Regions from separate parts of the Pan troglodytes genome. Here region 2 is linked to region 1. Evidence: chromatin contacts called from public Hi-C data. All regions are on one chromosome and are shown on one strand. Each heading gives the region's core, a stretch centred on a gene start, on an enhancer-like site or on the middle of the called end of the contact. The rest is flanking DNA. Distances are from core to core; before and after follow the strand shown.

Region 1 (4,836 bases), core at 1,739-4,238:
CTTTCAGGACAAGTGGGCCACAGGCATAGGCTCAGCCTGGCGCCACCTGGGTTTCTCTGGAATAAGTGTGGGTGTCCCCCACCTCTCTGCACCCCACTCTACTCCCTGTCAGAACAGGGGCCTTTGTGCTCAGAGCAGGGAGGTGACAGCCTCAGGAACAGCAGGTTCCTCGCACCCTGGGTCTGGCCCACTCTGACCCTCAGTCTCTTCTCCACACCCCGACCTCTGCCCACCACTCTGACCCTCAGTCTCTTCTCCACACCCTGACCTCTGCCCAGCTCCATCTGGCTCCTGCTGAAGAACCCCACGTTCATCCTGCTCTGCCTGGCTGGGGCCACCGAGGCCACACTCATCACCGGCATGTCCACGTTCAGCCCCAAGTTCTTGGAGTCCCAGTTCAGCCTGAGTGCCTCAGAAGCTGCCACCTTGTTTGGTGAGAAAACTCTGAATCTTGGGGGTCCTCTGCTTTTATGTCAGTTCTCAGAAACAGAGTCTTCAAGGGCATCTTCTAGAAAGACCCAGACAGGGCACATGGCAGTGAGTGCCCTCCCACCCCCGCTGCCAGAGCAGGTGTGGAGAGCACCACGGGAGCTGAGCGACTGTCCACAGGCCGGAAGAGTGGTGGTCCCGCCCTCTTTGTGGGACATGCTCCGTAGGTGGAAGGGTCCACGGTGGGCTCCACCCCTTAGCCACCTAGTCTTGGCTTCTGTGACTTGGTGCAGGAAGGGTTTGGACCTGGCTGTTCCATGAGCCAGGCACTGGTGCCTCAGGACCTCCTGGAACAGTGCAGCTGGGGGTTTCTCGGTGCCAGAGGCAGGCTGGCCTTCCCAGGCTGGGCAGGTCTGCAGAAAGTGGGGACTCCTCCTCAGAGCTCCTCCTCCTGCCAGCGTTCACAGGGTACCCTGGGCCATGGCAGAGGTGCCAGGCATGTGGGCCACCACCGCCAATCTACCGTGCTCTACCCTTCCAGGGTCCACTATCTGGACAGGAAGAGGGCGTCAGATGAGGGCTCCCCTCCCTCCCCCACAGGCCCATCCAGGCCTGGCCCCTCTGGGCTGAACTCACAAGCCCACACTCCCACACGCCCACACGCCCACACGCCCACACTCCCACAAGCCCACACTCACACTCTCACACTCCCACACTCCCACAAGCCCACATGCCCACACGCCCACACGCCCACACGCCCACACTCCCATACGCCCACACTCCCACAAGCCCACACTCTCACACTCCCACACTCCCACACGCCCACACGCCCACACTCCCACACGCCCACACGCCCACACGCCCACACTCAGCCCCCCAGAGGTCAGCTCTACTGCCCCTTGGAGAGCCTCTCCACCTGTCCCCACAAACCTGTCCCCTCCCCACTTGTCCCCCCAAACCTGTCCCCTCTCCACCTGTCCCCACAAACCTGTCCCCTCCCCACCTGTCCCCCCAAACCTGTTCCCTCCCCACCTGTCCCCACAAACCTGTCCCCTCTCCACCTGTCCCCACAAACCTGTCCCCTCCCCACCTGTCCCCACAAACCTGTCCCCTCTCCACCTGTCCCCTCACCTGTGCCCTCCTCACTTGTCAGCCTAGAAGCCAGATGCCAGCTGATCCCAATTTTGTACTGATGGTGGCCACTCAGGCTTCGACAAATGTCCTTGTCACAGCCTGCAGGGACTTGGCAGAGGCCCCTGGGGGAGGAGGGGTGTGGCTGCCCTGGAGGGGGGTTACTGGAGGAGTCATTGGCTTCCCACTGGGGCAGGGGCTGCTGACCTTGGAGCACTCTGGGCTCTCCTCCTCCCCCTGCCCTGCCCCCTGCCCCCTGCCCTGCCCCCTGCCACCTGCCACCTGCCCCCTGCCCTGCCCCGCCCCCGCCCCCGCCCGGCCTCTGAGGCATCCCGGCTGCAGGCTCTGGACAGAGGTCCCTCCTAGGGCTGTATCAGCGCAGCAGCTAAGCGCTCAGGTGTGGTGTTGAGTGCTGCCATGCAGGCAGGAATTGATCCCTCTATGCCTCAGTTTCCCCACCTGTAAAGTGGACCCGGCTGATCCGCCACCCTCTCCCACCACGGCCCCCTGCCTGAGTCCCTGGCTTAATCCCTCCCTCTCCCCAGGGTACCTGGTGGTGCCAGCGGGTGGTGGCGGCACCTTCCTGGGCGGCTTCTTTGTGAACAAGCTCAGGCTCCGGGGCTCCGCGGTCATCAAGTTCTGCCTGTTCTGCACCGTTGTCAGCCTGCTGGGCATCCTCGTCTTCTCCCTGCACTGCCCCAGTGTGCCCATGGCGGGCGTCACAGCCAGCTACGGCGGGAGGTGAGGGCCAGATGGCACCTGGGTACGCGTCGGGGCCCCGAGCACCCATGGTCCCTGGGCATGGAGGAGGAGTGGCGCAGCGCTTGGGAGAGGCGGTTTTGAAAAGGGCTACGTCACAGGACAGCGGCAAGGGCAACACTCGCTCAGCGGGGCACCTGGCAGCATCCACGTAAAAGGGCACCATGCCAGCCCCCAGCAGTGCCTGCGCTTGGGTCCCGGCTGTGCCCCCGGGCAGTCATATGCCTCTCTGGGCCTCAGCCTTGTGCTCTGTAGCTGTGTCAAATGGAACAACAGCCCTAGTGTTCGGGGTCCTTGAGGCTGGTCTCTTGGTGACATAAAAAGTGTCCCAGGATGTGCTCCTGGCGTTGCCATGTGCTGGGAGTGGGAGGGGGACCTGCTGGTCAGGTGGCAATTAGGGAATATCCAAAATACACACAGGTAGCCTGCACCTCGGCCCTGCCCTGCAGGCCCCGGGAGTGCACCTGCAGGTGCCGTGCAAGGCAGAGAAGCACAAGGCGGCCGTTGTGGCATTATCGGAAACAACCTAAGAGTCATCAGGGTGGACGGGGTCACTACGCTGTCCTCACAACAGAGGCCCTGCCCACGAAGGAATGGAGGAAGCTCATCCTGGGCTACTGCCAAGACATGCTGTGAAGTGGGAAAAAGGAAGGAGTTGGACAATGGGTGCAGTGTGCTCTGATTCAAGTGAGAAGTGCAGATGTTTGTGACTGCCGAGGGGTGTGTACGTGCAGACGACCCCTGCAAACGCACAGCCGGCCTGTGGCTGGAGAACCGAGGACTGGGGTGGGGCCGGGGCCACGAGGCTGCCTTTGTGTACTTGGCGCTCTTTCTTTCCTAATGTTTGCATTTGATCCATATGAATGTGTTGCCTGTCCAAAAACAAACGAACTAGGGAAAGGGGCTGTGCATCAGGCGGACGGTGCTGGGGGGCATGGGTGTGCCTTCCTTGCGTGAAAAGGAAAAACCATTCTATCACCAGAAGGCAGTGCCCAGCGTGAGTGCCCAGCGTGCTGGGGGCGGTGCAAGCTTGGCAAGTTTGTGGACCCGAAATGTAGGCTGCATGGGGACGAGCCCCATGGCTGACCCTGTGCCTGCTGGGTGCCAGCATGGCTCTGGCCTGGACCCTACCACTCGCTTGTCCCCCCTCTGCAGCCTCCTGCCCGAAGGCCACCTGAACCTAACGGCTCCCTGCAACGCTGCCTGCAGCTGCCAGCCAGAACACTACAGCCCTGTGTGCGGCTCGGACGGCCTCATGTACTTCTCACTGTGCCATGCAGGGTGCCCTGCAGCCACGGAGACGAATGTGGACGGCCAGAAGGTGAGTGGGGCCGCTGCCTACCACCCCTGTCCTTCCCTGGACCCTGGGAAGGGGCCCCCGTGCCTTCCCCTTGTAATCGGAGCTATTGTTGGGCTTCCCAGGTGTACCGAGACTGTAGCTGTGTCCCTCAGAATCTTTCCTCTGGTTTTGGCCATGCCACTGCAGGGAAATGCACTTCAACTTGTCAGAGAAAGCCCCTCCTTCTGGTTTTCATATTCGTTGTAATTTTCTTTACATTCCTCAGCAGCATTCCTGCACTAACGGCAACTCTACGGTAAGCCGGGGTCGGGTGTGCGCTTGTCCAGAGCTTTCCTTGCAGCACCCTGAGGCGGAGCTCTGCAGATCCTGAGACAGGAGCACTCCAGGAAACACCCAGGTCTAAGCGGGCCTGTCTGTCACTGGTGGCAGGAGAGACCTCACTGTCTCTGATCTCTGACGAGGGGCTTCCCACTTAGGGGGGGGGTGATGATGTGGCTGGGGGCTGGTCCAGGAGGCCACTGGCCTGGGGGGTGACTTGGCATGCAACCCCACTTCTGTGGGTGCTGACGCTGTGGTTTTCTATTGCAGATGTGTCCGTGACCCTCAGAGGTCCTTTGCCCTGGGAATCCAGTGGATTGTAGTTAGAATACTAGGTACTGTGCAGTGTGAGGAAGCCATGGTCAGTTGCACAGTGTGCTCACTGCACAAGGGCATGGGCAAGTGTCTAACCACCAAGGGATGTGCTTCCCAGCTGGAGGCTGTTCCCGCCTGGGAAGGGGTCCATTCCCTAACTGTCCACTAGAGGGGCCCATCGTCATTTATTTGCCCAAAGGCTTTCCCTGGGAGATCATGGGAAACTGGCAGCCCCAATGCCGAATGCCCAAAGAAAGGAACGTTTAAGCCCTCTTTGCACCCCCTGAGAACTCCAACGGCCAGTATCACCTTCCCAGAGCCCATCATTCCAGGCCTCTTGGCTGCCTGCCCCCTGCCTAGCCCCTGCCCACCAGGAGTGTGGGTGCTGAGTGGGCTTCTCTCCGCAGGGGGCATCCCGGGGCCCATCGCCTTCGGCTGGGTGATCGACAAGGCCTGTCTGCTGTGGCAGGACCAGTGTGGCCAGCAGGGCTCCTGCTTGGTGTACCAGAATTCGGCCATGAGCCGCTACATACTCATCATGGGGCTCCTGTACAAGGTAAGCAGGCCCAGGGAGGGGACAGAGG
Region 2 (5,161 bases), core at 783-3,282, 130 kb after region 1:
CGCCCCTGACCCGCCCCCGAGCCGCCCTCCTGAGCGCTTCCCCGCCCGGCCCCAGCCTAGGCCCCGCCCTGATCACGCCCCCTCTTCACCGCCCGGCCCCGGCCCCGCCCCGCGGTGGGGCCTCCGCAGCGACCCGCGGTTAACGCTTCACCAGAGCTTGGGCTGCGCGGCGGCCGGGAGTCGGAGGCAGGCGGTCAAGGCCGGCAGGGCCAGACCCCCTACTTGCCCTTTCTCCCAGGAGGCGCTGGACTCTGGGGGCGGGCGTGAGCCCTTCCATCCCGCACCCAGACCCGGGCAGTGAGCCCTATGCCTGCAGTAATTGTGGGGTTTCTGGTTTTGTTTTTTCCTTAACATCTTTATTGAGACCGTTAAGTTCACCCGCTTAAAGCGCACGATTCGGTGGGGTTTTGTTGCGAGCAACCGTGGCCACTATCTAATTCCAGAGCATTTCACCTCCTTAAAATGAAGCTGGGCCCGGCCGGGCGCGGTGGCTCAAGCCTGTAATCCCAGCACTTTGAGAGGCCGAGGAGGAAGGATCACCTGAGGTCAAGAGTTCGAGACCAGCCTGGCCAACATAGTGAAACCGCGTCTCTACTAAAAATACAAAAATTAGCCGGCCGTGGTGAGCGCCTGTAGTCCCAGCTACCCGGGAGTCTGAGGCAGTAGAATCGCTTGAACCCAAGAGGCAGAGGTTGCAGTGAGGCGAGATCGTGCCATTGCACCCCAGCCCGGGCAACAGAGCGAGACTCTGCCTCAAAAACAAACAAAAAAGAAGCCGGTCCCCATCCGCAGTGACTCGCGTTTCCCTCCCCCTCCCCCGTCCCCGGCAACCGTGCATCTACTTTCTATTCCTATGGAGTTGCCAGTTCTGGCTCTTCCTGTGAATGGATTCCCATGCTGTGTATTTTGGTGTCTGAATTCTCTGACTTTCGTCTCAGCCCGCACCCACGCTGCCGCAGTCCGCGCTCGCTGCTTTTAGGCTGAACGCGGCTGCGACGTGCGGGTGCCCGCGCTCCAGGCGCCCCTCGCAGGTTCAGCCCCGGGTTGGGGGCGGCGCTTGCCTCGCGGCTGCGGGTCCCCGCCTGAACCTGTGTCTTGTTCCACTGCCGCGGGCGCCCGCCACGGAGCTGCTGCTTCCTAGGGAGACGGTTCCATCGTTGAAAGAACGGCCAGACTGTCTTTCGCAGCAGCGGCCCATCTGACCGCACAGCACGACCGCACGAGGGTCCCGAGCCCTGACCCTCGCAGCATTCGTCACCCCGGCCGCGTGGTTGTGGCGGTCTCGGCGGGGCAGGGGGTCCCCACGCGGGCTAATTCTCGTTTCGCGTGACCGATGGTGCTCATTAGCCATATCTGTACATCTTTTTTTTTTTTTCGAGTCGGAGTTTCGCTCTTGTTGCCCAGGCTGGATTGCAATGGCGCGATCTCGGCTCACTGCCTCCCGGGTTCAAGCGATTCTCCTGCCTCAGCCTCCCGAGTAACTGGGATTACAGGCGCCCGCCACTACGCCCGGCTACTTTTTTTGTATTTTTAGTAGAGACGGGCTTATACGATGTTGGCCAGGCTTGTCTCGAACTCCTGACCTCAGGTGATCCGCCCGCCTCGGCCTCCCAAAGTGCTGGGATTACAGCCGTGAGCCACCGCGCCCGGCCCATCTGTACATCTTCTTTGGAAAAATGTGTATCCAAATCCTTAGCCGTTTTATAGTTAGATTGTCTTTTTATTATCGAGTTATAAGAATTATTTATACCTTCTACAAGGAAGTTCATTATCAGATATAGGATTTGCAAATATTTTCTCTCATCTGTGGGTCGTCTTTTCACTTTTCTGATGGTTTCCTTTGAAGCACAGACTTTTTTGTTTGGGTGCAGTGTATTTCTTACTGTGCTTTAAAGAGGAACACGTTTTAAGCACCCCCGCGCGGGGCGGAGCAGGGCGGAGTCCCCGGCGGGAAGGGACCCGAGACCTCGGCTGCGCCTGCGCCGACGCCGGCGCGTGAGCCCGAGCGCGTACCCGGCGGAGCGCGCGCCCGCCCCCGAGTGCGCCTGCGCGGAGCTCGTGGCCGCGCCTGCTCCCGCCGGGGGCTCCTTGCTCTGCCGGGCCGCGGCCATGGGAGAGGCCGAGGTGGGCGGCGGGGGCGCCGCCGGCGACAAGGGCCCGGGGGAGGCGGCCACCAGCCCGGCGGAGGAGACAGTGGTGTGGAGCCCCGAGGTGGAGGTGTGCCTCTTCCACGCCATGCTGGGCCACAAGCCCGTCGGTGAGCGCCCAGGCTGCGGACGCGCGTGGGGGCGGGGCGGGCAACCGGCGGGGCGGGGCGGGGCCTGCGCTCGCGACACCCTCGCCCCCACGCTCCCCGCCGAGCCCGGGCCGTGACACCGCCGCCACACCCGTCCCGGGACCCCCGCCCCCTCCCACGCGCCCTTCGGACCCCGCCCCGGACCCCGCCCACGACCCCTACCCGCGTGACACCGCGAGGCCCCAGCCCGCAGTGCCCCACCCCCACCCCCGCCCCGGGACACCCCACCCCCTCCCACACACACCACCCAGCCCTGCCCCCCCACAGCCCCTCCACACCCTGGCCCTCCCCATCTCTCCGCAGCCACCCTTGCCCCTCCAGTCCCCAGGGCAGCCCGTCCCCTCCATCCCCGTTCTCCTCCCCGCTCACCGGTTATCCCGCCGCCCCTCCTCCCCTCAGGTGTGAACCGACACTTCCACATGATTTGTATTCGGGACAAGTTCAGCCAGAACATCGGGCGGCAGGTCCCATCCAAGGTCATCTGGGACCATCTGAGCACCATGTACGACATGCAGGCGCTGGTGAGCCCAACCGCCCTCCCTGTGCCGCCCGATGGGGGCACGAACCCGCACACCGCTCTCTCAGAGTCAGCCTGAGCTGGGCAGAGACCCCTCCATGTCTGCTGGGGTCTGCTGGGCAGAGTAGAGGCCCCTCCATCCCTGCTGGGGTCTGCAGTGAGCTCTCAGGGTCAGCCTGAGCTGGGCAGGGGCCCCTCCGTGCCTGCTGGGGTCCGCTGGGCAGAGACCCCTGCATTGAGGCCCGTCCTTAAGGAGGGCATCCCGGGGCTCCAGAGCCTGTCATGGAAAGCACAAACACAGTGCTAGCAGCTGGCTAGCTTTTCAGGGGCTCTGCTTTAGACTGGGTGCTGGGCCAGAGTCTCCAGCTGAGACCCTGGGGAGGGAGGGAAGGATGCAGAGTCCCGGGCCCTTAGGCCATTGTCAGCCTCCTGGGAGGCCCCTGAAGTGCTTTAGGCAGAGGGTGACCCTATCCGAGTCACACCAAGGTGAATTTGGTGACTTCTGTGGGAGTCAGACAAGTAGAGTTCCAGTCCTCGCAGAGCTTGGAGCTGGCAGTGTGTGACGGGCGAGCGGGTTAACTAGGTAAGCAGGGTGGCCAGAAGAGACAGGTGGGTGTTCCAGGCCCTGTGGCAGCAGGAGGTGGTGGGTCCAGGAGCTCAAAGAAGGTGGTGTACTTGGAGAGTGGGGTGGGGGTCGGGGGTCAGGTGACCAGGAGGAGTGGGGACCTGTGCTGGTGGAGAGTCTGTGCCAGCCACGTTGGACTCAGGGCCACACCAGCCATCCCAGTATGACATAGGTCTCTCCCTCTGGTCTGTGCGACCTCAGGAGGGCAGTGCCTGGCAAGCACTCTCTTCTTCTTTGCCTGGTTCTGTGCCTGTGGCGCTCCCAACCGACACCCTCGGTGTCCATGGGCTCCTGCCACGTGGATGAGAACTCGAGGTGCCTGCGGCCTTTCCCCAGGGCTGTCACTGTGCCCTCTGCACGCCGCCTTGGGGAACGCAGTCTCATGGTGAGACTGCAGGCCGTGCTGGGCAGGCGGAGCCCACAGGTGTGTGTCACCAGGGCTGCCCGGTCCTCAGGGCCCGCCTTAGTGATGCTGGCCCCGGTGGGTCTTCCTGACTCCTGCACCTGCTGCCGCTGGTTCTGCCCTCCCTGGGTCTGTCTGGAAAGCCCAGCTGTGGCAGGCGCTGTTCACAAAAAGAAGAAATGCCCTTTGCCCTTGCCCCGCCCGCCGCAGCCTCCAACACAGTGATGTGTGCTCATTGGCCTCTCCCCAAGTGGCTCTTACACGGCTCTAGTGACTTCTTGAAACTGCATTTTCACCCTTGTTTCTTAAACGACACTCTCTATTTGATATCAGCACGAGTCTGAGATTCTTCCATTCCCGAATCCAGAGAGGAACTTCGTCCTTCCAGAAGAGATCATTCAGGAGGTCCGAGAAGGTGAGGCTCGGGAGAGGTTGGGCTTGGGATTCAGAAAAGGCCAGACCCTGGCCAAGGGCAGGGAGGTGAGGGTGAGGACCCCGGGCCTCCAGGGAGGTGTGAGGGTCCAGCGCAGACCCCGCCCTACCTGTGCTTGGGTGGTCTTGGAACCTCCGGGATTGGAGAGGACTTTGTTTGAGAGCAGTGGCTGGACGGAAGCTGAGGCCTGTGTGGGCAGCAAGCGTCGGAGCAGTCCCTGGCCTGACCATCCCCCAGCGTCGGCCACCACCGTGGGTTTTCGGTGAGCGTCAGCTGTCTCCTCCACAGGAAAAGTGATGATAGAAGAGGAGATGAAAGAGGAGATGAAGGAAGACGTGGACCCCCACAATGGGGCTGACGATGGTGAGTGTGGAGCTCACCCTGCCCTGATGCCCTTTGGGGCTCAGCACCCCAAGACTGCCCTCAGGCAGGGCACAGTCAGGTGGGCGTAGAGCCTGCGGTGCAGAGGCCCCAGGCAGGTCATCTAGGCACAGGATGGATCCTGCAGTGCCCCCTCCCCAGGAGCTGAGTGCCTGCTCCATGTTGTAGGCCGGGGTCTGAGCGGCGGTCCCTGCAGTGCCCGCCGCAGGCAGGTCCTCAGGAGGACCAGGCCCCTCTGTGGGCCCAAATGCAAGGGGCTCCCAGCTCAGGAGGAAGCTTTGGGTTCAGAGGGTCACGTGTCAGTATGCAGATTTTTTTTAACTGAACAGGAAGACAAAAATAAGATTCTGGATATTCTGTTTTCAGCCAAGTGATTTTTCGTTTCTCAGTTTTTTCATCTTCAGGGAGTTTGGGGAAAGCATCAGAAAAATCCAGCAAAGACAAAGAGAAGAACTCCTCAGACTTGGGGTGCAAAGAAGGCGCAGACAAGCGGAAGCGCAGCCGGG

Evidence for each region. Hi-C and Micro-C count contacts between places; a contact is called where the count stands out from the background.
Region 2: a contact with region 1 is called in a Hi-C map of stem cell-derived neural progenitor cells, with 7 times the contacts expected there. The contact joins the promoter of MRGBP here to the enhancer-like site in region 1. A contact is called at or near these places in 4 of 7 Hi-C or Micro-C datasets (blood, induced pluripotent stem cells and stem cell-derived neural progenitor cells), 1 of 1 datasets of contacts at active chromatin or transcription factors (stem cell-derived excitatory neurons) and 1 of 1 other capture datasets (stem cell-derived neural stem cells).

What each region holds. Positions count from the first base shown.
Region 1 is chr21:68,987,368-68,992,203 of NHGRI_mPanTro3-v2.0_pri, forward strand. SLCO4A1 (solute carrier organic anion transporter family member 4A1) reads left to right here. Exons shown (of 12, transcript XM_016938255.4): 6 at 279-433; 7 at 2,106-2,301; 8 at 3,475-3,640; 9 at 3,742-3,914; 10 at 4,208-4,272; 11 at 4,660-4,808. Among named protein-coding and RNA genes, the nearest start is that of SLCO4A1, 26 kb to the left of the region's middle. Within about 2 kb of position 2,989, at least 6 of the 24 cell types and tissues checked have an H3K27ac peak or open chromatin away from gene starts, as enhancers often do. A contact at or near this core is called in stem cell-derived neural progenitor cells and stem cell-derived neural stem cells, where this site is marked.
Region 2 is chr21:69,118,129-69,123,289 of NHGRI_mPanTro3-v2.0_pri, forward strand. It overlaps MRGBP (MRG domain binding protein), which reads left to right and starts at 2,033. Exons shown (of 5, transcript XM_016938269.2): 1 at 2,033-2,257; 2 at 2,696-2,817; 3 at 4,175-4,256; 4 at 4,563-4,637; 5 at 5,045-5,161. The coding sequence starts at 2,110.